Regions from separate parts of the Mus musculus genome. Here regions 1, 3, 4, 5, 6 and 7 are each linked to region 2. A link is a contact called in public Hi-C, HiChIP or PLAC-seq and promoter capture Hi-C data. All regions are on one chromosome and are shown on one strand. The core of a region is the stretch at or near the end of the contact, and the rest is flanking DNA. Distances in the headings are between cores, read along the strand shown. Region 1 has its middle 30 kb from the start of Mir146. Region 2 holds the start of Ccng1 (cyclin G1). Region 3 holds the start of C1qtnf2 (C1q and tumor necrosis factor related protein 2). Region 4 holds the start of Ccnjl (cyclin J-like). Region 5 has its middle 73 kb from the start of Gm12146. Region 6 has its middle 20 kb from the start of C1qtnf2. Region 7 has its middle 11 kb from the start of Mir146.

Evidence for each region. Promoter capture Hi-C pulls out the DNA fragments that hold promoters and counts their contacts. A called contact is a pair of places that touch in the nucleus more often than the background predicts. HiChIP or PLAC-seq counts read pairs in DNA pulled down with a chosen protein or histone mark.
Region 1: a contact with region 2 is called in a promoter capture Hi-C map of hippocampal neurons, with 20 times the contacts expected there. The contact joins the enhancer-like site here to the promoter of Ccng1 in region 2. A contact is called at or near these places in 15 of 39 promoter capture datasets (the 3T3-L1 cell line, 3T3-L1-derived adipocytes, the C10 cell line and 9 more), 1 of 15 datasets of contacts at CTCF or cohesin (large pre-B cells), 1 of 484 Hi-C or Micro-C datasets (cerebral cortex), 9 of 115 datasets of contacts at active chromatin or transcription factors (SST interneurons, VIP interneurons, astrocytes and 6 more) and 1 of 9 other capture datasets (liver).
Region 3: a contact with region 2 is called in a promoter capture Hi-C map of embryonic stem cells, with 8 times the contacts expected there. The contact joins the promoter of C1qtnf2 here to the promoter of Ccng1 in region 2. A contact is called at or near these places in 4 of 39 promoter capture datasets (cranial neural crest, embryonic stem cells, hippocampal neurons and 1 more) and 3 of 115 datasets of contacts at active chromatin or transcription factors (embryonic forebrain, forebrain and stem cell-derived neural progenitor cells).
Region 4: a contact with region 2 is called in an H3K27ac HiChIP or PLAC-seq map of stem cell-derived stembryo, with 53 times the contacts expected there. The contact joins the promoter of Ccnjl here to the promoter of Ccng1 in region 2. A contact is called at or near these places in 5 of 39 promoter capture datasets (cranial neural crest, frontonasal cranial neural crest, hippocampal neurons and 2 more) and 11 of 115 datasets of contacts at active chromatin or transcription factors (differentiating embryonic stem cells, embryonic forebrain, embryonic hindbrain and 6 more).
Region 5: a contact with region 2 is called in an H3K4me3 HiChIP or PLAC-seq map of pro-B cells, with 9 times the contacts expected there. The contact joins the enhancer-like site here to the promoter of Ccng1 in region 2. A contact is called at or near these places in 9 of 39 promoter capture datasets (cranial neural crest, embryonic stem cells, frontonasal cranial neural crest and 5 more) and 1 of 115 datasets of contacts at active chromatin or transcription factors (pro-B cells).
Region 6: a promoter capture Hi-C map of hippocampal neurons shows a contact between it and region 2, with 8 times the contacts expected there. The contact joins the enhancer-like site here to the promoter of Ccng1 in region 2. A contact is called at or near these places in 6 of 39 promoter capture datasets (cranial neural crest, embryonic stem cells, frontonasal cranial neural crest and 3 more), 1 of 15 datasets of contacts at CTCF or cohesin (large pre-B cells), 1 of 484 Hi-C or Micro-C datasets (cortical neurons) and 4 of 115 datasets of contacts at active chromatin or transcription factors (astrocytes, embryonic midbrain, forebrain and 1 more).
Region 7: a contact with region 2 is called in a Hi-C map of B cells, with 14 read pairs. The contact joins the enhancer-like site here to the promoter of Ccng1 in region 2. A contact is called at or near these places in 9 of 39 promoter capture datasets (the C10 cell line, cranial neural crest, embryonic stem cells and 5 more), 1 of 484 Hi-C or Micro-C datasets (B cells), 6 of 115 datasets of contacts at active chromatin or transcription factors (embryonic stem cells, epiblast stem cells, neural tube and 2 more) and 1 of 9 other capture datasets (embryonic stem cells).

Annotation. Positions count from the first base shown.
Region 1 is chr11:43,343,514-43,346,213 of GRCm38.p6, reverse strand. No RefSeq gene overlaps it. Among named protein-coding and RNA genes, the nearest start is that of Mir146, 30 kb to the left of the region's middle. Within about 2 kb of position 1,338, at least 46 of the 459 cell types and tissues checked have an H3K27ac peak or open chromatin away from gene starts, as enhancers often do. A contact at or near this core is called in SST interneurons, VIP interneurons, hippocampal neurons and 1 more, where this site is marked.
Region 2 is chr11:40,753,898-40,756,597 of GRCm38.p6, reverse strand. Ccng1 (cyclin G1) reads left to right here and starts at 1,312. Exons shown (of 6, transcript NM_009831.2): 1 at 1,312-1,597; 2 at 2,530-2,700. The coding sequence starts at 2,530.
Region 3 is chr11:43,472,950-43,475,649 of GRCm38.p6, reverse strand. It overlaps C1qtnf2 (C1q and tumor necrosis factor related protein 2), which reads right to left and starts at 1,344. Exons shown (of 4, transcript NM_026979.5): 1 at 1,263-1,344. It also overlaps the pseudogene Gm12151.
Region 4 is chr11:43,527,442-43,530,141 of GRCm38.p6, reverse strand. Ccnjl (cyclin J-like) reads right to left here and starts at 1,393. Exons shown (of 6, transcript NM_001045530.2): 1 at 1,175-1,393; 2 at 683-787. The coding sequence starts at 745.
Region 5 is chr11:43,296,321-43,299,020 of GRCm38.p6, reverse strand. No RefSeq gene overlaps it. Among named protein-coding and RNA genes, the nearest start is that of Gm12146, 73 kb to the right of the region's middle. Within about 2 kb of position 1,255, at least 8 of the 459 cell types and tissues checked have an H3K27ac peak or open chromatin away from gene starts, as enhancers often do. A contact at or near this core is called in pro-B cells, where this site is marked.
Region 6 is chr11:43,492,849-43,495,548 of GRCm38.p6, reverse strand. No RefSeq gene overlaps it. Among named protein-coding and RNA genes, the nearest start is that of C1qtnf2, 20 kb to the right of the region's middle. Within about 2 kb of position 1,303, at least 52 of the 459 cell types and tissues checked have an H3K27ac peak or open chromatin away from gene starts, as enhancers often do. A contact at or near this core is called in hippocampal neurons, where this site is marked.
Region 7 is chr11:43,384,149-43,386,848 of GRCm38.p6, reverse strand. No RefSeq gene overlaps it. Among named protein-coding and RNA genes, the nearest start is that of Mir146, 11 kb to the right of the region's middle. Within about 2 kb of position 1,333, at least 295 of the 459 cell types and tissues checked have an H3K27ac peak or open chromatin away from gene starts, as enhancers often do. A contact at or near this core is called in B cells, epiblast stem cells, liver and 5 more, where this site is marked.

The sequences.
Region 1 (2,700 bases), core at 89-2,588, 2.6 Mb before region 2:
GAGCCAGGGGATCAGGGACTTTGATCTAAGATTGTGTCTCCTAGTAATATCAGAAGCTGTACTCATGAAGTCTCACCACTAAGACTGTCCAAGTGTGAGCTGAACAAGGATGGCACCAGTGGACATGACAGATTGGATAGGGGAAAGCCCATGAAGTCTCAGCCCCACATAAAGAGCTCTAGGCACCTGAATAAAGCAGAGAGTGGGATGGGGTGGACCTCCCCAGGGAAGAGCATACCAGATGGTTGCCAAGTGCCACACTGCCAGCCCTGTAAACACACATACAATTAATCAGACTAGCTAAACAGGTTGCATTCCTGAATACGTTCTATCTATCTATCTATCTATCTATCTATCTATCTATCTATCTATCTATCTATCTATCTATCAATCTATCTATCTATCTATCTATCTATCTATCTATCTATCTATCTATCTATCTATCTAATACATGTAATGACAATTAGTGAAAAAGAGGACATAGATTTGAGGGAGAGTGGGGAGGGCTTGGAGGTAGGAAAGGGAGGGGAGAAATGTAATTAAATTAAATAAAAAACATTGACCACTGTTTTTGTTTGTTTGTTTGTTTTGGATGGCATCAGCCCTGAACCTTTAACAAGTGCAGAGCATCCTGTGATAACTGACCCAGGCATCTATAATGGGCAGGTTCCTGTTGACCCCACCTGTGCCCTTCAGGTTACTCTCCTTGTCTTTGCTGGGGAAGAATTTTGATGTCTTTCAGATTATCTTTTCCAGCATTTCCATTGTTTAGCAAGGGGAGATGGCTTCTGAGCTCATATGAGATCTGCATGCGAACACAGGCTTTTGGAGCCACCTGCTCTGCTGGCTGCTCATCATAGAGTGTAGCTGGGAAGGAAAGACAAAGGGACCTCGAATTTCTCTGTGCGGGCCATTTACAGAACATTGGGGAAAATGCCTCTTGTTCACTATTTTGTGTTCGCTGTGTCTGTATTCTGTGCTTCAAGTATCCAAAATACTGTCCCCAGATAATAGCTTATATGGTACATTTGGTCTGGTCCTCTTTCCTGTGTCCCTAAACAGTTTAAACCCTCCATATCCTCTTCCTGTCCTAGTCCTGCCCCGCCTTTGTGTTCCCCCAGGACTATGTTTCCCAAGGGTGATTGCCACATCCTGACAGCTGCCCAGTCACAAGCTAAATATAAACCCTTCAGACAGCAAGTAAGCCCCTCTGGTTATCTGCTCCTTTGTGTAGCTTATTATCCTCCCAAATCAAACTCCAGAGGAGACTCACAGATCATGCATGCTGGGCAGGGCCGGTGGGGTGCGTGCGTCTGACTGGGTAAACCAAACAAACGAAAGCGTTGTGAGTCAGCTGTACCCTTTCAGCAGAGCGCCGGGTCTGCACTTCAGACAAACCCTCCAATCCTCAGACGTTGATTTTCAAAGCAAATTGCTGCATGTCGCATCAATACTGGGAGCAGATGTAATAGTCTGGTGAGCTGGCTGCATGCAGCCAAGTGCAGGGACATAGAATCAAGGGCAGAGAGTAGCTGGCACACTGAGGCTTGTATTATCTATATGGCTCTGCCTTCCTTACAGGACCATAGGAAATGGAGGCACGGTGGGCAGAGGAACCCAGGTCTCTGGTTGTCTTAGAGACTGCGAAGCCCAGGGCTATGTCTTTATAGTGACCCATGGTAAGGTCTGGGGCTGCATATGGCCTTCTGGCTGCGAGGATTCTTAACACAGAGGGCAGCTTGGGATCTCCAGGGGCTACAGGCTTAGTCAAGGCCAAAAGCTGTCATGCTGAAATAGCCAAGGCCTGAAGGAAAACAGATTTTTTTTTTTTCTTCCAGAAATTGGTGGTCTATTTCAAACCTTGTGTGCAAATGCTCAAGAAACAGGACCAAGGGAGGAATTAATGTTTGGAAAAGGCTCTGGGGTTGATGCCATTCTGCAATTTTTCTGTGCCTGGATTTCCCTCATGTTTCTCTAGAGGTTCACCTTCTTGGCCACTACATGTGGTCCCAGGACCTTGTTTCCTCTCACATTGTATTCTCTCTCCTAACGATATAACCCTAGCTAAGCCAAGCACTTCTTTCCACTCCTCCTCCTCCTCTTCCTCCCTCTCCTCCTCCTTTTTCTCCCCTCCTCTCCTCCTCCTCCTCCTCCTCCTCCTCCTCCTCCTCCTCCTCCTCCTCCTCCTCCTCCTCCTCCTCCCCCCTTTTTCTTACCCGAGACAAGAGCTCACTGTGTGTTACCTAACTAGCCTGGGGAAACTCAGTATGTAAACCAGGCTGACCTTGACCTGACCAATATCTTTCTGCCTCTGCTTCACAAGTGCTTCCATTAAAAGGAGTGTGCCTTTAGTCAGGCCCAACTTTCCCCTCTGTTTCCATGCATCACATTTAAATACAAAAGTCACGTCTGTTTCCTACCAGCTGCAAATGGAATACCTGACTTCACCATTTGGATGTCTTGAAATCAGCATTTTGAGAGTGAGCCTGCAATCACCCATCTGTGCTTTCTGATGTTTCTTACCTCATTGAACAGCAACCACAATGCAGTTAAATAAGTCAGAGACTTTGTCGAAATCTCGTATCTCTTCCCCGCTTGCAATGCTGTGCTTAGCCTTGCGTTGATTACTTGACTCAGACATATTTTTAACCTGCCCACCTTTCCCTTTTATGACTCTGACTCCTTCTGAAACTACTACCG
Region 2 (2,700 bases), core at 63-2,562:
AGAACCAGGGATCCAAATGAATACTGTTCCTTGGTCAACTCACAGCTAACTGCCTGAAATGCCAGATCCAACATCTCTGGTCTCTGAGGGTAGCCACATTCCTGTGCCATACATTCCCCACTTCACCAACACCCCCAGATATAATTTTAAAATCTAAAACTTTTTTTTTAATTAAAGAGAAAAGGCCAGGCATGATGGTGCATGTTTTTAATCCCAGCACTAGGAGAGTCAGAGGCAGGTGGATCTCTAAGTTCAAGACCAGCCTAGTTTACATAGCTAAGGAGTTCCAGGACAGCTTGGACTACATAAAGACCCTGTCTCAAATAAAACATCACTTGTATCTAGTTAATGACCGTTATGGACGGCCAGCCGGCTTGGCTCTTTCTTATTTTCATGAGATGTACTGGAATGGACAAAATCCTGAACACCACCGTCACCACCCCAACTCCTCACCCTCACCCCCACTGCAGCCATGCGAGCTGAGAACCTACTCTCTGTGCATTGCTCCTGAGGACATGCCCTTCCCCGCTACCCCCGAAAGGAGTCCAGCAAGAGTTCAGGATAATTATTTTTCCGTTAACCTGGTAGAGAAGAGGCTTATAGAGATTAATTTTGTAAGAATAATGTTCCTTCACACCCTATTCTGAAGCCTGAGATTCGGCTCACTGCAGATGGGGTTTTCCAGGCACTGTTCTTTGCTGTTTTCTGCCAGACATATGGCATTTTAAGTCACTGATGATAGTATGAGGGTGCTACAAGAACAAATTCAGAAAATTAGCAGAGGACCAAGAAACTACATACTCTGACATCATTGTAACATCTGAGAAGTTTTGCAAGAAACAAAATAAGATAACGATGAACTGATTCCTAAAACTCAGAGAGAACACTCTAGAGAAGCCTATAGAGAACACTATAGAGAAGCCTACCATCTCATTATCTGTAAAGAGAACGAAAGCATTTTTTTTTTTTAACTTGCCATTGTGTTTTTAGAAAGAGGGGACTGAGCTGCAGTGAACAACAACAAAAGGAAAAAAGCAAAAACCAAAACAATGCAAAACAAAAACCCTCACAGTACATTCTGGTCCGCTACCCAGACCAATCTGGCTAATAGAGGCCAGACCTGCCCGGGCAAGCCTTGGCACTGAACACTCAGTTCCGCAGCTTAAGGAAGGACAGTTCGGAAATGCTCCAATGAGAGAGGCTGCGAGAGTCGGGCGTGGCTCGAAAGGGGAGGAGAATTGAAGTCTGGACAACGGGAAGTGTGCGCTGATTGGCCGAGCTTCCTCAGAGACCATCCATCAAAAGAACCACACCAATCAGCGACGTAGATGCGTCCCAGCTAGAGAGCCAGGTCTCCAGCTTGTTCCCCCACTGCCCGGCGCAGTCCTTCGCTGCGCGCTGACCCCGAGGAAGGCAGTACTTGGTCAGGGCGCTGAGGGACCCTCCACCGGGACGCCGGCCCCTCCCCGGGCCTCTGCTCACTTGACCCCCACTCCCTAGTCCGTCCCCTTAGTAGGCCTGTCGGATCGGGGACGTGGGGCGAGCTGAGAGCAGGCCCGGGGTGGGTGGTCACCGTGGTGAAGACGTGGCTGTCAAGGTGAGAGGGGACTATGGGGTGGATCTCAGAACCCTGCACTCCGGAACGCAAGCCCGGGCTAGTCTGCGCCTAGAGAGAGGCGCAGCGGGAGCGGTATTCCTATGTCATGCCTCCCAGTCCCAACCTGCACCCCTGAACTGAGTTAGTGGTTCCTCACCAAGACGACCTTCCTGTCACATCTTTAAACTGCCCAGGGAAGAATCGTCCTCTGTATCCAGGGCTTAGGTTGTGCCCAGGACTCAGAGGAAGTGTAATGCATACTTCCACCAATGCAACTCCCCAGCTTCACCTAACTTTTTCTTTTGGTTTTTAAATGGCGTTAGACTATTCGGAGCACTGAGTGCTAAGCACCGTGCCACACTGAGTCATATCGTGTGTTATTCACAGCCACTCCAAGAAACAGATGTTGTCACCCTCATTTCACAGGTGTAAAAATAAGCTCATTACCTGGAAATAAATGGGCACCTGTGTGCTAAGCGGTTTGTGTGACTCCTTTTAAGCTACCCAATCTATGAGCTATGAGATTGTAGGTAATAATCGTATTTCTACTTCATAGGTAAGGAACTAAGGTTCACGTTGTTAACATATATGGCAGAGTATGTACTATCATTTGACTTTTAGTTTGGGTGTATCATGTGGGGCAGTATCTATTTGTGGCATGTACTGACAATGAAGAAGTCTTTGCTTAAGTAGAGAAAAAAAATTTTTAAGCCATAGTTTATGTCCTATACAAACTCACAATTTAGGAATGTGACCTACTGGGAGAAGGTAAAAATACTTACAGACCTTGGCTTTGCAGTGTCTTCGTCTTAGACGTAATGGAAATGGGGTGGGGGGTGGAGGGGGCATGCACTATAAAGCACTTTTTGCCACAATGCAGAGATAGCCAGGCAGGGTTCTTATGCTCTTTTCTGGGTTTGTTCTATTTATAGATGATAGAAGTACTGACAACTGACTCTCAGAAACTGCTACACCAGCTGAACACCCTGTTGGAACAGGAGTCTAGATGTCAGCCAAAGGTCTGCGGCTTGAAACTAATTGAGTCGGCCCATGATAATGGCCTCAGAATGACTGCAAGATTACGGGACTTTGAAGTAAAAGAT
Region 3 (2,700 bases), core at 95-2,594, 2.7 Mb before region 2:
CTGGAGAGATGAGCAAGCAGAGGGGTTGAGTTAGTTGGTGGTGGAGAGCGGAGTAGTGATTGTAGCAACCAGATACCAAATAATCCTGTGTAGATGGGAGAGCCGAAGTAAAACAGTGGGAAGAGAGATTTTTAATAATTCTAAATGCCTTTGTCATTATTAACGCTGCTGGTCTGCTGTGTATAGTTTCTGGCAGACAGTCATTTACGGGAAGGAGCTCTGGAATGTTGCAGACCAGTTTTATGGTCACGGCAGAGGAGCACCACACTGAGATGTACGAAGGCCTTCGTGTGTTACAGAAGGAACTGGATGGGCTGGGAGACCACCATCAGCCACTGTGATAGTTTGGGTGTTGAGGTTCCTGGAGTGGATCCCAGGGCAGTGGTGGTAGAAAATGTGAACTGTATAGAGATACAAATGAGGCAAGGGCATTTGGAGTATGGCTCTGCAGGGAGAGAGCTTGGCCAGCATGGACAAAAAAAACCTGGGTTTGCTCCCTGGAACTGAATAAATCCGACGTGGTGACACACGGGGAATCCTACCACACCATTGGCAGGGGCAGGAGGAGCAGGAGTCAAAGGTTATCCCTCAGCTACATAGTGAGCTCAAGGTTGGATGGGCCATAGGAGACCCTGGCTCTAACGAAAATAAAGACGAGGCTTAGAGACGAGGAGTTTGATGAAGCAGGGGGAGAGGAGAGAATTGTGAAGAATTTGATGTAATTTTCTGACTGTCATTTACTATAGCTTTCTGAGCACAATCTGCACCACCCTTCTCCCCATTTTAATGTATTTAAAGAAATGTCCAGAGATAAAGAGATAATGAGCCCTATTGAGGTTAACTCTGTGAACCCAAGCGTCCAATTTGGACACAAAGAGTTAAGTACCTTTGCTGCCGGTGCAGCCCAGAGCCTGTCCTTAAAGTTAGTTCCTCCTTTGAAGATAGATAAGTCGTTGTCATGGAAACGAAAGCACACAAGTTCAGGGCCTGAGGGCGTGGTACCAAATAGGTTCTCAGTAAACCTCAGGGCTCTTTTCTTTCTTAACCTGCGAGCCAGCAGTCAGAACCTGGCACATGGCATGCTCCTTAGAAATGTTTGAATCCGGGCTGTAATGCCCGAGGGAGGCAGAGGTGGAGAGGGGCCCATCCCGATGTCTATCCCCATCCCGGGGCGAGCTCTCTGCTACCTCATCTCGCGCCTGCAGCATCCAAGGTTCTTCCAGGTCCGCCCCACTCTCTGTCCTGAGGGGCACTACACTCACCTTCTGTGCACCGAGCCACATCCAGGGCCATCCGACGTCGCTGCTCCGGTGGTGTTCAGTCCTGCCTGCAGCAGCCAGAGATGCCGGCCCCAGGCATAGTTTTCCCATCCCGTCATGGGCGGGAGTGCCTTCCTTCCCGGTCACGTGCGCTGGCTAGCAGCTGGCCTTCTTTTTCCCTTCGGATTTTAGAAAGACTTTTAGCGATGGGGGCAACTTGGGTGTGTCGATGCATTTATGTGTGTAGAAGCTGTCAGAGCATTTGAAGGTTTAGTACACGAGTCGTTGTTATTGCGGTGTTCGCCAGTGTCTGCAGAGCCATCTGTGTGTACACGTGGGCATTTATCTCTTGGTGGATCCGAGGCTGTCTCAGGAGAGAGCATTTCCTTGTTCACTGAATGTTCGTGCACTGGACAGTGATTATAAGGTATACATACATGTTTTGTAGTAGTAGTAGTAGTAGTAGTAGTAGTAGTAGTAGTAGTAGTAGTAGTAGTAGTAGTAGTGTGTGCGTGTGTGTAGGTTATGCATTCAAATATACGTCAGACCCCAGTATGCATGTGCAGATTCATGGTGAAGACTGAGCTGAGTGTGTAACTGGGAGTATACTGGGTGTGTCTGATAGTGGCTAAGTATCTGTGTGAGGTGACATTGAGTGTTCAGTGGCTTCTTTTCTGTATACACACACACACACACACACACACGTACACACGTACACACGTGAGGATTTTCTCTGGATGTCAATGTCCACACAGATGGGAACATATATGTCCCTGCCCTCATCTCTCTCTCTCTCTCTCTTTGTCCTCTGCAGATGAGTTTCTTCTTTATCCTTCTGACTCTCAGGTCTACCTCAAGTTATGGAGAGAGAGAGAGAGAGAGAGGGAGAGAGAGAGAGAGAGAGAGAGAGAGAGAGAGAGAGAGAGAGAGAGAGAGAACACCCTGGGTGATCTCAGCATCCAAGACATCAGAGAGATCTCAGTTAGATAACAAGCAGACACTAGAAGAAGAAACACCAAAGGCCTGTTATTAGCACCTCTCCCTTCCTTCCTCTGCTCCCTTCTTCTAGCTCCTAGTATTCCCCACTGAGCAGCAGGAGCATCTGGCTAACAGCTGTCACAAGATGCAGACTTTACAGTCAGAATTTTAATGCAGAAATGCCTCCAAAGTCCAATGCTGATTGCATTCCCCTAGACACGTCAGTGGACTGCATAGACAGTATTTCACTTTCAGAGATGTCAGAGGAAGAATAATGATCTCACCTGCACCTGCCTTCCTTCCCTTAGCTGTGACACTCACCCATAAGACACTTAGGAAGTTATCAAGCTATGCAGAGATCAGTATTGATATTACATAAATTTATAATTTGTAGTGATCATAAATGTTATATTAATACCATCATATATATTAGCATTATATTGCATAATACAAAATAAGTAAT
Region 4 (2,700 bases), core at 144-2,643, 2.8 Mb before region 2:
GACAAAGTGTCCCACTGTGTAGCCCTGTGCTTCCTGGAGCTCCTCCTGACGCTTCAGTTGACCTTGAACTTGTGGAGATCCTTCTGCTGTCTCCACAGTGCTAGGACTGCCCCCAGGCCAGACTTTTAAATTTCATTCAGTTCCTGCCTTAACAATGAATTCCCACCATCTACCTAATATTTCTTTACACCGAACTGTAACTTTACTACGTTTGCATAGATTTATTTAGGCATCTGCTTTACCACTGAGCTATGCACTAGTCTAGTAATTATATTTTAAAAGAAATTGCTACAACATCATTACAATGATAGGGAAAATCAGCATTATGTATAGTAGGTGGTATTATGTGTCTTTGAATTACACACTGTAATGGATACACAGTATTTTTTTTTTAATCCATTCTTGTACCATGTAAAGTAACCTCGGGAGGAAATCCAATGGGATACGAACTATTCTTCATTTAGGTGGCTGGTGAAAAACCGACTTCAAGTTCTTGGATCTCCAGGTCCTTTGCCTGGAAGAAGACCACACTCCCCATGAAGGTAAAAGAGCAGGCGCACAAATAAAAGGGCACCAAGAGTGCTGAGTTCCCATGCGGGGCATCCTGAAGACACCCACAGGAGACCGAAAGTGACTTTAAATACCCAGTCCTTGCGAGTGACAAGGGCGGGGAGGAACTGACCTTCTCGCGCAGAGTGCAGTGTACGTCCGAGGCGACGCGCCCTTCCCACCACGGCTCATCCATCACCGCCGCAGTTATGAAGCTACCGGGATCTCGGGGCGCACCCTGCGAGGACACCAGGAGCTTCAGCGATCGGAGACTCTTCCTTCACCCTGCCCTCAGTGACCCTGATCCTCCTCGGTCCCTGTCCCAGTCCGGGACGGGCGCCCCCTCCTGCCCTGCACCGTGGAGCTGGCTGTCGCCCGCTGTCCTGAAGAGCCAGCAGTGTCCCCGCTCCCCTCCCTCCGCCCGCCCAACCTGGGGCTATCTGGAACTGTGTGCAACAACTTGCAGAATATCCAATGTGCCCCTCTGCAAAAGTTGCAAAGTTGCGGGCTGTAGTAGCTCTCCCAGGGCTGGCTGGGTCACTGGCTCAGAGTCCCCAACTCCTCCCCCGCCGCCTAGCCTTTGTCCTGCTCGCACATCCTGCCCTCGAGCCGGGGCCAGACTCACGCATCGCTGTCCCGGCGTGGGGGGCCGCGGGTGGTGGGTCCCTTCCCGCACCGGGTACGTAGTGCCCTCCGATGGCCGCCCGGTCCCTGGCCTCGCGTGCTCGCGACCGCTGCCTCTGCAGCCCGTCCCGCCCGGCCACCGGCGCGCCCCTGCGTGCGCTCGGTCCCGCCGCGGCTCGCAGTTCGGGCCGCCGGGGGCCTCCCTCCCTCGCTCGGGGAATTGGGGGCCGGGCCTCGCGCATGCGCCGCCAGCACCCCGCGCCCCGCGGGGCGGGGGGCTGGGAATGGCAGTCTTTCTTTCCCCGGCGCTGAGCTGCGCTTCCTGCCCACCCTCCTCCCTCGCCCGGGCAGAAAGCTAGGCTTCACCTTCCCTGGGACTCTGGGGGCGATCCCCAGTGACCCTGCCCCCTTGATCCTGGAGCGCGGGGGACGCGGCGCCACCTGCGTGTGCCGCGCGTGGATCCAGCGGCCAGGACGCCCCCAGAAAGTTCTGACTTCCGCATGCGCTGCTCCTGCCAACCTGCAGACGCTTCCACCTGTCTTTCTTTCTTTTTCAGCCTGCCCTGCGATGGGGAGGTAGATTTTCAAACAATTCCCACAGGAGCCCCAGAGAAGACACCCTTGGATACGCACGAGTTCCTCTTTATAAAGAGGGCTCAGTGAGTATCTTATTGTACTCTTAAGCGTGCATCCATGCTGAGCATTGCAGGGAAACAGTCCTTGTGGCAGGTTGCGGGATAGAAAGCCCTTTTAATTTACTTGTTTTCAGAAAGGCATTTTCTGGAGCCTGCAGTATAATGGCATAACATCCTGCTGTGCTGATTTTTGTGAGCCCTTTGGTGATCCCACTAACTTAAAATCAAGTCCACCAACTACCTGGGTGTTTTTGTTCACCCAGTGTCTTAACCACTTAGAGCTTGGCTTTAGGTAATAGAGGGATACAAACTACAATAATCTGCTGGGGATACATTATGATTAAATGAGAAAGGACACGAAAGAGGATTACCACTAGGCCCGTTAGAAAGTCACCAGTCAATAAATAATTACACGAAAAAGACTTTAGTTTCTGCCTAGTTTTCTACAAGATAGATATTTGTTGTGGTTTGAGACATGGTTTTTCTGTGTAGCCCCAGCTGTCCTGGGACTTGCTCTGTAGACCAGGCTGGCCTTGAACTTGGCGATCTGAGGGAGGTCTTGTAGGACTACAGAGTCCTGTGAGCTGGGACTAAAGGTGTGTGCCACCATCATCAAGCCGCAAGTAAAATTTTACGGGTTAAAAATACAATTTAGTTTTGAAAGGCTACTATAGTACTGCATACCTGCGACATTAGCACTCAGAAGGCTGTCTGTAGCTTAAGGGTTAGGAGTTCAAGGGCAGCCTGAGTTACACAGAAGTTTGAACCCTGTCTAGGCTGAGGGTTTTTTGTTTTGTTTTGTTTTGTTTTTCTATGTTTTTTTTTTTAGCTTTGATGAACTTGTACTGAAAAGAAGTTTTAGCATTTATGAGCCCTCATAAAAATTTAAAAA
Region 5 (2,700 bases), core at 6-2,505, 2.5 Mb before region 2:
TGTAGGATATTTATAATGTGAAGTATTAATTAATTTTCTTGTGAGTGGCATCCAGTGATGTCCTCTTATTGCACTGTAACATGGGGAGAAGGAGCAAGCAGAGCTTCTTATATAGCCACCGAATTCATTATGGGGCCCCCATCCACAGGACCTCATCTAACGCTAAAGACCTCCCAAAGGCCACGACTCCAGATAAATTCAAGATGTGAATTTGGGTTTTGATATTCTAACATATGAACTTTGGGGCATATTCAGTTCATGGTGAGGAAGGCAAACAGAGAGGTAGTTTGGCAACCCATGATCCTTCTTGAATTGAGCTACACACAAAATCCATTCCAAACAGTGCATTTAAGCATCTAGAGTGTTACCTGCACAGAGTCCCATGCTCTTTTCCAAAAATGGCCATCCATCACTCAGCATCTGGTTCCTTAGCAATCCATAGTGACTCCTCTTTTTGTGGCCATGGGAAGGAATAATTGTCTCGGGCAATTTCATGTTCTTATAATATAGTATCTTATAAGAATAGTATCTAAAACTCACAATGAGTAGAAATTTGTTTGCCTCATAGTTCTGGAGGTTGAAAAAACCCAAGATCCAGGAACTATCTTAGTAAGTGTTAACTGTGGTAGAAAGTAGATGGGTCAAAAAGTCCATGTTGAGTGAGAATGAGCAAGGCAGTGGGGAAGGATGATCAAAAGTGAGGGAAGAGAGGAATGGAACCAGAGAGAATGGCCTCCTGACCCCATTCTGGAGTCAGAACCTTCATGGTCTCAACACTGCCTAAAAGTGTCCCACCTCTCAAGACGCTGTACTGAGGTTAAATTTCCAACCTGTGAACTTTGGACGAGAGGGTCAGACCAGGGCAACCTCTAAGCAGGTAGATATAGAACACATTGTGGTATTTAATACACGTATACATTGTATATGGGTCAAAACCAAGATCATTAATGTTTCCATCTCATTTCATGTTTCAAGGCTCTTTCATTCTATCTACTCATCATATATAACACAGATTATTCTGAACTGCTGTCATTCCACTATGCTATTGAACATGGAAACATTCCTATTCCACTCGTCTTGTAATTCCTCTGCCTACTTTCTAAGGTTTCCCAAAACATAATTAAAAAAATAGTTGAACAATATTCCATTGTTCGTTAGGACTGTATTCTCACTCACCCATGGACTGATATCTAGGCCAGTCGCGTGTCTATTGTGACTAGTCGGGTGACTTTTTGACTTGCTGACATCACTTTCTTTGTGCATGTACCAGAAATAGGATTGAGTCAGATGGCAGATCTAATTTTAGTGTGTTTAGAAAATGCCACCTGGTCCTTCTCAATGGTTGGATGAATTTACATTTTACCAACATCGTATGAGAAATCCCCCTTTTGTATATTCTTCCCAGCAGCTATTATCTTTTGTATTTTTAAAAGTGATATCTATTTTCATTTTCAGTTATGCATAAGCATATATGTCTGACTGTGGTTTTGTGTACATGGATGGTGCATGCAGAGGTAAGAGAATGCTGGCTTCCTTAGAGTTGGAGTTACAGGCAGTTGTGAGCAGCCCAACATGGGTTCTGGGAACAGAACTTGGGTTCTCTGTAGAAGCAATACATGCACTTAGCCATTGACTCATCTCGCCAGCTCTATCTTTTGTCTTTTTACAGTAGCCAGGTATTCTGGCTGGCTTTGTGTGTCAACTTGACACAAGCTGGAGTTATCACAGAGAATGGAGCCTCCCTTGAGGAAATGCCTCCATGAGATCCAGCTGTAAAGCATTTTCTCAAGTAATGAAGTAATGATCAAGGGTGGGTTGGTTCCATTGTGGGATGTGACATCCCTGAGCTGGTAGCCCTGGGTTCTATGAAATACCAAGCTGAGCAAGCCAGGGGAAGGAAGCTAGTAAGCAGCACCCTCCCTCCATGGTCTCTGCATCAGCTACTGCCTCCAAGTTCCTGCCCTGTGTGAGTGCCTGTCCTGACTTCCTTTGGTGATGAACAGCAATGTGGAAGTGTAAGTTGAATAAATCCTTTCCTCTACAACTTGCTTCTTGGTTTTGATGTTTTGTGCAGGAATAGAAACCTTGACTAAGACATCATACTAACTGGGATAAGATAATATCTCACTGTGGCTTTTATTTGCACCATACTGATAACTAGTGCTATTAAGAATTGGTCCCTATGAACTAACCAGTACCCTGGAGCTCTTGTCTCTAGCTGCATATGTATCAAAAGATGGCCTAGTCGGCCATCACTGGAAAGAGAGGCCCATTGGATTTGCAAACTTTATATGCCCCAGTACAGGGGAACGCCAGGGCCAAAAGGGGGGAGTGGGTGGGTAGGGGAGTGGGGTGGGTGGGTATGGGAGACTTTTGGGATAGCATTGGAAATGTAAATGAGGAAAATACCTAATAAAAAAAATCAAAAAAAAAAAAAAAAAAAGAATTGGTCCCTAAATTTGTTGTTCACTTCCTTTGTATCTTTTGCCCATTTTAAATCAGGATATCTTCCTTGAGTTTTAAGTGATTTCATTACTCCAGATATCAACCCTAAACCAGATGAATAGCTGACAGTTTTCTTATTCTGTAGATTGTCTCTTCATTCTGATTTTTTTCCTGTGTAGTGGGGAAGCATTTTGATTTTATATAATCTCATTTATCAATTTCTGTTTTTTGATTTTTGTGCTTTTGGGGTCTTGT
Region 6 (2,700 bases), core at 54-2,553, 2.7 Mb before region 2:
CAGGGAAAGGGTATAGCTCTTGAAGAGTGAGGGAGCTACACTAACGTAGGGTCTCCTGTCATCAGACCCATGTGCAAGGAGCTGGGTCTGTGACTCTCAGACTATGGAATCAGAGGGTCCCAAGGAGAGGCGAGCCACTGCTCTGAAAGCCTGGGTAGGTTGTGGTACCAAATGGCTTCAAAGGTCTGACCTGAGACCCCCTCGGAACCAACTCTATCCTACTCAGAAACTTGTCAAAGCCTAGACAGTTCTGGTTTATCAGGCTCCTCCCGCTGGGAAGCATGGGGTAGACAGACCTGCTCACAGGGGCCCCCTATCTGTGGTCTCTGCTTCCCCGTGTCTATGAAGTGAGGTTGGTGGTCTTGGAAGCTGCTGACAATAGTGTGAACTGTGGAGCAGTCCGCACACATCAAAGGCGGCCTGCTGCCAGTGTTCAGTAAACGTTGCCGCCATTTCTAGTGTAGCTCAGGAGATTTGACAGTGATTTGTTATAACAGAAGTCTTCACTGAGGGGTGGGAAGATGGCTCAGTGTGTAAAAGCATTGGCCAGAAAAGCAGGTTAGGGGCAGAAAAGGCCCTAAATACAGATTTTCCCCAAACTCACATACAAGCCTGGCATGCATGAACACAAGTCTGTCACTCTAGTTCTATTGGGGACAGAGACAGGAGGATTGCTGGGGATTGTCAGTCATCAGCAGAGATCCAAGTTCAGTGACAGATTCGGACTCAAGGGAATAAGATGAGAAATGGTAAATCAGGACACCCGCTATTTTTCTCTGGCCTCAGTGTGTGCATGCGTGTACACACACACACACACACACACACACACACACACACACACACACGTCTTCAGTAGAAGCAGAGGCCTGAGTGTGGAGATTTAGACGCTGGCTGATTCCCTCAGCAATGCTACTCATTGTGCGTGTGTTGTCGTCCTTTCCTGACTGCTTTGAAGAGAGAGAGAGATCAACATTTGATGCCTACATTGGTCCTGAGATCTTCTGGCCCAGCCGTTCATTTTGCTGAAGTCACAAACGTTATCACCCAAACCACACAGGGGACCCCAAGACACTCAGGACTGGACCCCGTTCTTGCTTAACAAGAGCTGGTACTCCTGCCCCATCTCAGGCTGGTCTCTGACACAAACAGGGAGCTCAAAACTCTGTCCCAAGTGCAGATGTCTGGAAAAGGTGAGACTGATTTTATTCCTTTTCTTTCTTTTTCTTTTTTCCCAGCACAAGATCACAGCCACCCTAGAACCCTGGCCTGAGACTCTCCCTTTTGTCTTGGGCTCTGAGGCTAGGAAACTGTCTGCTGCAGAGGCCTGCTGGTTTTTCCAGCCCCCTGTGGCTTATTGGAGGTTTGTGCGGTAGGTGTGCTCCCTCTAGTGGCACAAGTAAGAATTACATGCAGCCCGGAAGCCGTTTCTTCCTATTATGGTGGGGGTGAAGAGTGGGGTGGGGATAGGAGAGAGTGGGTTGGGGCTGGGGGGCTGGGGAGCTGGGGAGGCTGGGGGGGTGGTTGTCAAGCCTCCAATGTAACTTTGATGCATTCTGTACTTGTAGAACCGACTCGCCCCCACCCCCGCACTGTCTCTCCTTTACCTCACCCTAATTCCAGCCCTGTCAATCCCAACTTTGACTTTTGCTCTTTGTTTTTGTATTAATCTTGATTTACTAACATTCTCTATTAAAATATTATCTGTATATATTATTGAGTCTTTGGTCATCTTTTAAAATTTGTGTCTGAGATGGGTGTCAGACTTCTCCCCTGCCATAATTTTGATCATCAACCTGCAGAGGAAAAGCCCTTATGTAAACGGAGTACAACACGCACTTGCCAGGGGAGACCTAAGGTCTGTCTGTCAGTGTGGGCTGGAAGCTCTCTGCACTGTCATGATCAGAGGTGGGGTTCTCCAGGCTGCTTCAGAAGGGGGTAGCTGCCCTTCAAAGAATGCACTGAACTGGGGTCTGGTGGCACAGGCCTTAATCCCAGCAGGCGGACTTCTTTGAGTTCCAGGCCAGCCCAGTTGACAGAGCAAGTTCCAGGACAGCAGGACTGCACAGAGAAACCCTGTCTCGAAAACCGTGAGGCGGGAAGCTGCTTTTCAAAGAGTGTATTGAAGGAGAGAGAGCCTTTGGATTAAAGGCTCACCAAGTTCTAGGTCTTCTTCAGTACCTACATAAAGGGAAGACCGCAAACAGGCCCAGCTTCTCAAGGCATTCAAGAAGCCACAGACAGGACTAGGAACGAGGGTCTTACCATGTAGCCCTAGCTAGCCTGGCATTTGTTATGTAGATCAGGCTATCCTCCAACTCACAGAGATTCACCTGCCTCTGCCTCCTGAGTGCTGGGATTCTCATCATCATGCCTGGTTTAAAAAAAATTTTTTTTTTAGAGAAAGGAAAAGAAAAAACTGTTTACAAATGAAGGTGCCAGTCCATCTCAGAGGCTGACCCTTCTGCGGGGACCCCGGGCAGAACCCCTGCCCACCTGTTGATCTGTTTGGGCCACAGAGTACTGCCTGGTTTCTAGACACTTACCCACCCCATTGCATTTGTGGTGGACTCAGTGAGAATGATTAAATAAACCTTATTTTGTTAGCACTGGGCCCACGCTTCCCAGGACCAGCCCATGCCCTACCTGTTGTTCCATGAGTATCCACCAGGGGGCAGTGAGCGCAAGCTGCTTGAATGTTTG
Region 7 (2,700 bases), core at 84-2,583, 2.6 Mb before region 2:
ATAAGGTTGTCACTGACATGCCGTAGCTTTTGGCCTTTTATAGACAGCTTCACAAGTAGGTCTCTTCTACCTTAACTTTCTGGTTACCAGGATGCTTCATCTCTTCCATACACCCAGGATTTCAGGGAATGCTAAATTTGGCTTAGAGTCTACTCCGATACCTGGAGCTATGCCTCTACTACACCAAGGAAGCCCCTTTCCAGGGTGTAGAACTCCATGAGTGGGGGTATGAGGTAACATATGGGGACATTAGAGACCTGGAGACAACACACATCCTTTCTAACCCCAGCTCTGCTAATTTCGGGGTGACCATGGGCAAGCATCTTTTAGATCCCCCATTTCCTTACTTATAGCCCAGGGATTAAGAATAGTAACTACATGTGTGTGTGTGTGTGTTGTTGTGGTGGTGAGGATTAAATAGGGCGTTGTGTCTGACTTTCAATGATGCTCAACAAATATTTCCTTTCCAAAAAGCTAGGTGTAAGAGAAGTTTAAACAAAGTGTTACTACCCCAGCAAGATGAGCAATGGTTACCATCTGGAGAGTTCAGGGCAGCAACCATCTTGACCTGTCTCTTTTCTGCCTGTGGGTAATTTCCCAGGGTGGCTATTTTTATTTATCTTGACTGGGAATTTGAACTTTGTCATTGCACATTCCAAAGACCCTGTAAGGGTTTTCTGACTTGGGGATACAAGCAGCGAAGGGTACCCACGGAAGGATTCTGTGACCTCAGGCAAGACCCCTAACCACACCAAAGATTAAAACCCTGGAGTCGGGAAAGATCTTGTTTGTGAAGCACTTGTTAGAGTGCCTGCCTGCCGTCTGGTGGGACCTCATTAAAATGTAGAGGTTGCTGCTGCCATCAACAGAGACAGGGACTGCCCTTCTGCAGATGGATGCTTGGGAACGAATGGATTTCTGAGCGTCCTTCCTGCCTGCCAGGTCCACATTCACTTTAAGCTGTCAGTTCGTAGTTGAAAGCACCTCTTTGTTCCCCTGCGGAGCCAATCCAGGACCGTGTGTCTGAAGCTAGGCACAAATCTTTCCCCTCAATCCCCTCCCTGCCTCCTGCCCCTCTCCAGAGGCCAATTCTTTCTCTTTTAAAATACCCGGACACAGGCTACTCTATCTATCTATCTATCTATCTATCTATCTATCTATCTATCTATCTATCTATCTATCCATCCGAATGTTAAATTGAGGTTTTTGGTCGAAACTCTGCCTACGCCTACTTGAAAAGCCAACAGGCTCGTTGGGCAGCCGACAAAGCTCTCGGGATTTCCCCACAGGCTAGGGAGAGTACAGACAGGAAGCCAGGGACCCAGCGCCTGACCAGCACTTCCTCAGGGGAGGCTGGAGCTTACTCCGTCTTGCAACGAACTCTCTAGAACGTGCAGGCTATTCTAGCTGTAGTCAGCAGCCCGCCTGGTTAAGAGAGGGTCCCTGCGGGCATCTGCATGGGTCTAGACTCTGCTGGCTTTAAGGTGGGAGCTGCTGGCTTCTGCCCTAAGATGCTGACACAGCCTGGCTGGGCTGGAACCTTCTATTCCGGCTCAGCCGCTTCCTCCCTAGCTGCCACGAGGAGGGAATTGAGAAGGGACTTTCCAGAGAGAGTTAGCTCGCTGGGTGCGGAATGGAATAAAAGCATATGCAAATTGGCCTGTGAGTTCCTTCCTCTGCCCCAGTGAGCCAAGAGAAAGATGCTCTTCTGGAAGGCTCTTGGCATCTCTCTTCTCTCCCTGGATGGCGGCAGCGGGGGTCCATTGGAGTGGTAAAACCAGCCAGGCAGCCACAGCAAGGGGGTGGGTGCTGCGGAAGCAGCAAAATGAGGAGGGGTGGGGAGAAGAAGGAAAGCCACATTGGAAAAGATAGGTAAACTGGGATTTGAGCACACGGAGAATTGGGGTTAGAAAAATAGTCCTTGCCAGCTGATTTACTATGCACCTATCTGTTGTCTGAGAGTCAGCCAGCTTTTGTACAGTGGATTATTGCAGAGCGAATGGCGCATTAAAGATATAATCAAGATGTTCAATGCTTAGTGAGTGACACTAGAGTTAAAGTAGGTGAGACTTTTGTCATGGGCTGTAAATATAAAAATGTCAGTGGCTTAGAAATATTTCCAGTAATATAGTTAAAGCATGGGTCTATTTCTGAAAGGAAGATAATTTTAGCCTTTTGTAACTTTCGGGTGGGATGGCAATATGGGTGATACAGTAAGGTGCTTCCTTAAATCCTGGTATTGTGGCTCCTATCTGGCAAGTCATCAATTTTCTTTTAGTGACAGTAATAAAAAATATTACATTGTCCAATATGGAGTGTAGGGGGTGCATGGGAATTATGACATACAACTTTGTTTATTGTATGGCTGTTCTTGGTTTCCTTCAGTCTTGTCTGTAGAAGGAATTTTTTATCTTTCAAAAGCATTGTTTTCTGTTAAACTTGACTTGTATTTTAATTGACATTAATGTAAATTTTCTCTCATGAAACCCATGGGCCTCAGAATTATTTATTACAGTGCTTTCTTCACATTTGAGGTATTTCCAGTCAATATTGTTTTATTCATCTGTTCCTATTCAACTTTGCTTTTTGTCTCAGCCTTTTCTGGTTGCTGATATTTTGTTCTCTAGTTCCTGGTATTGTATTGCACTTTTGAGCAGAATCAACGTTATTGTTATTATTAATTATTATTAATAATATTAT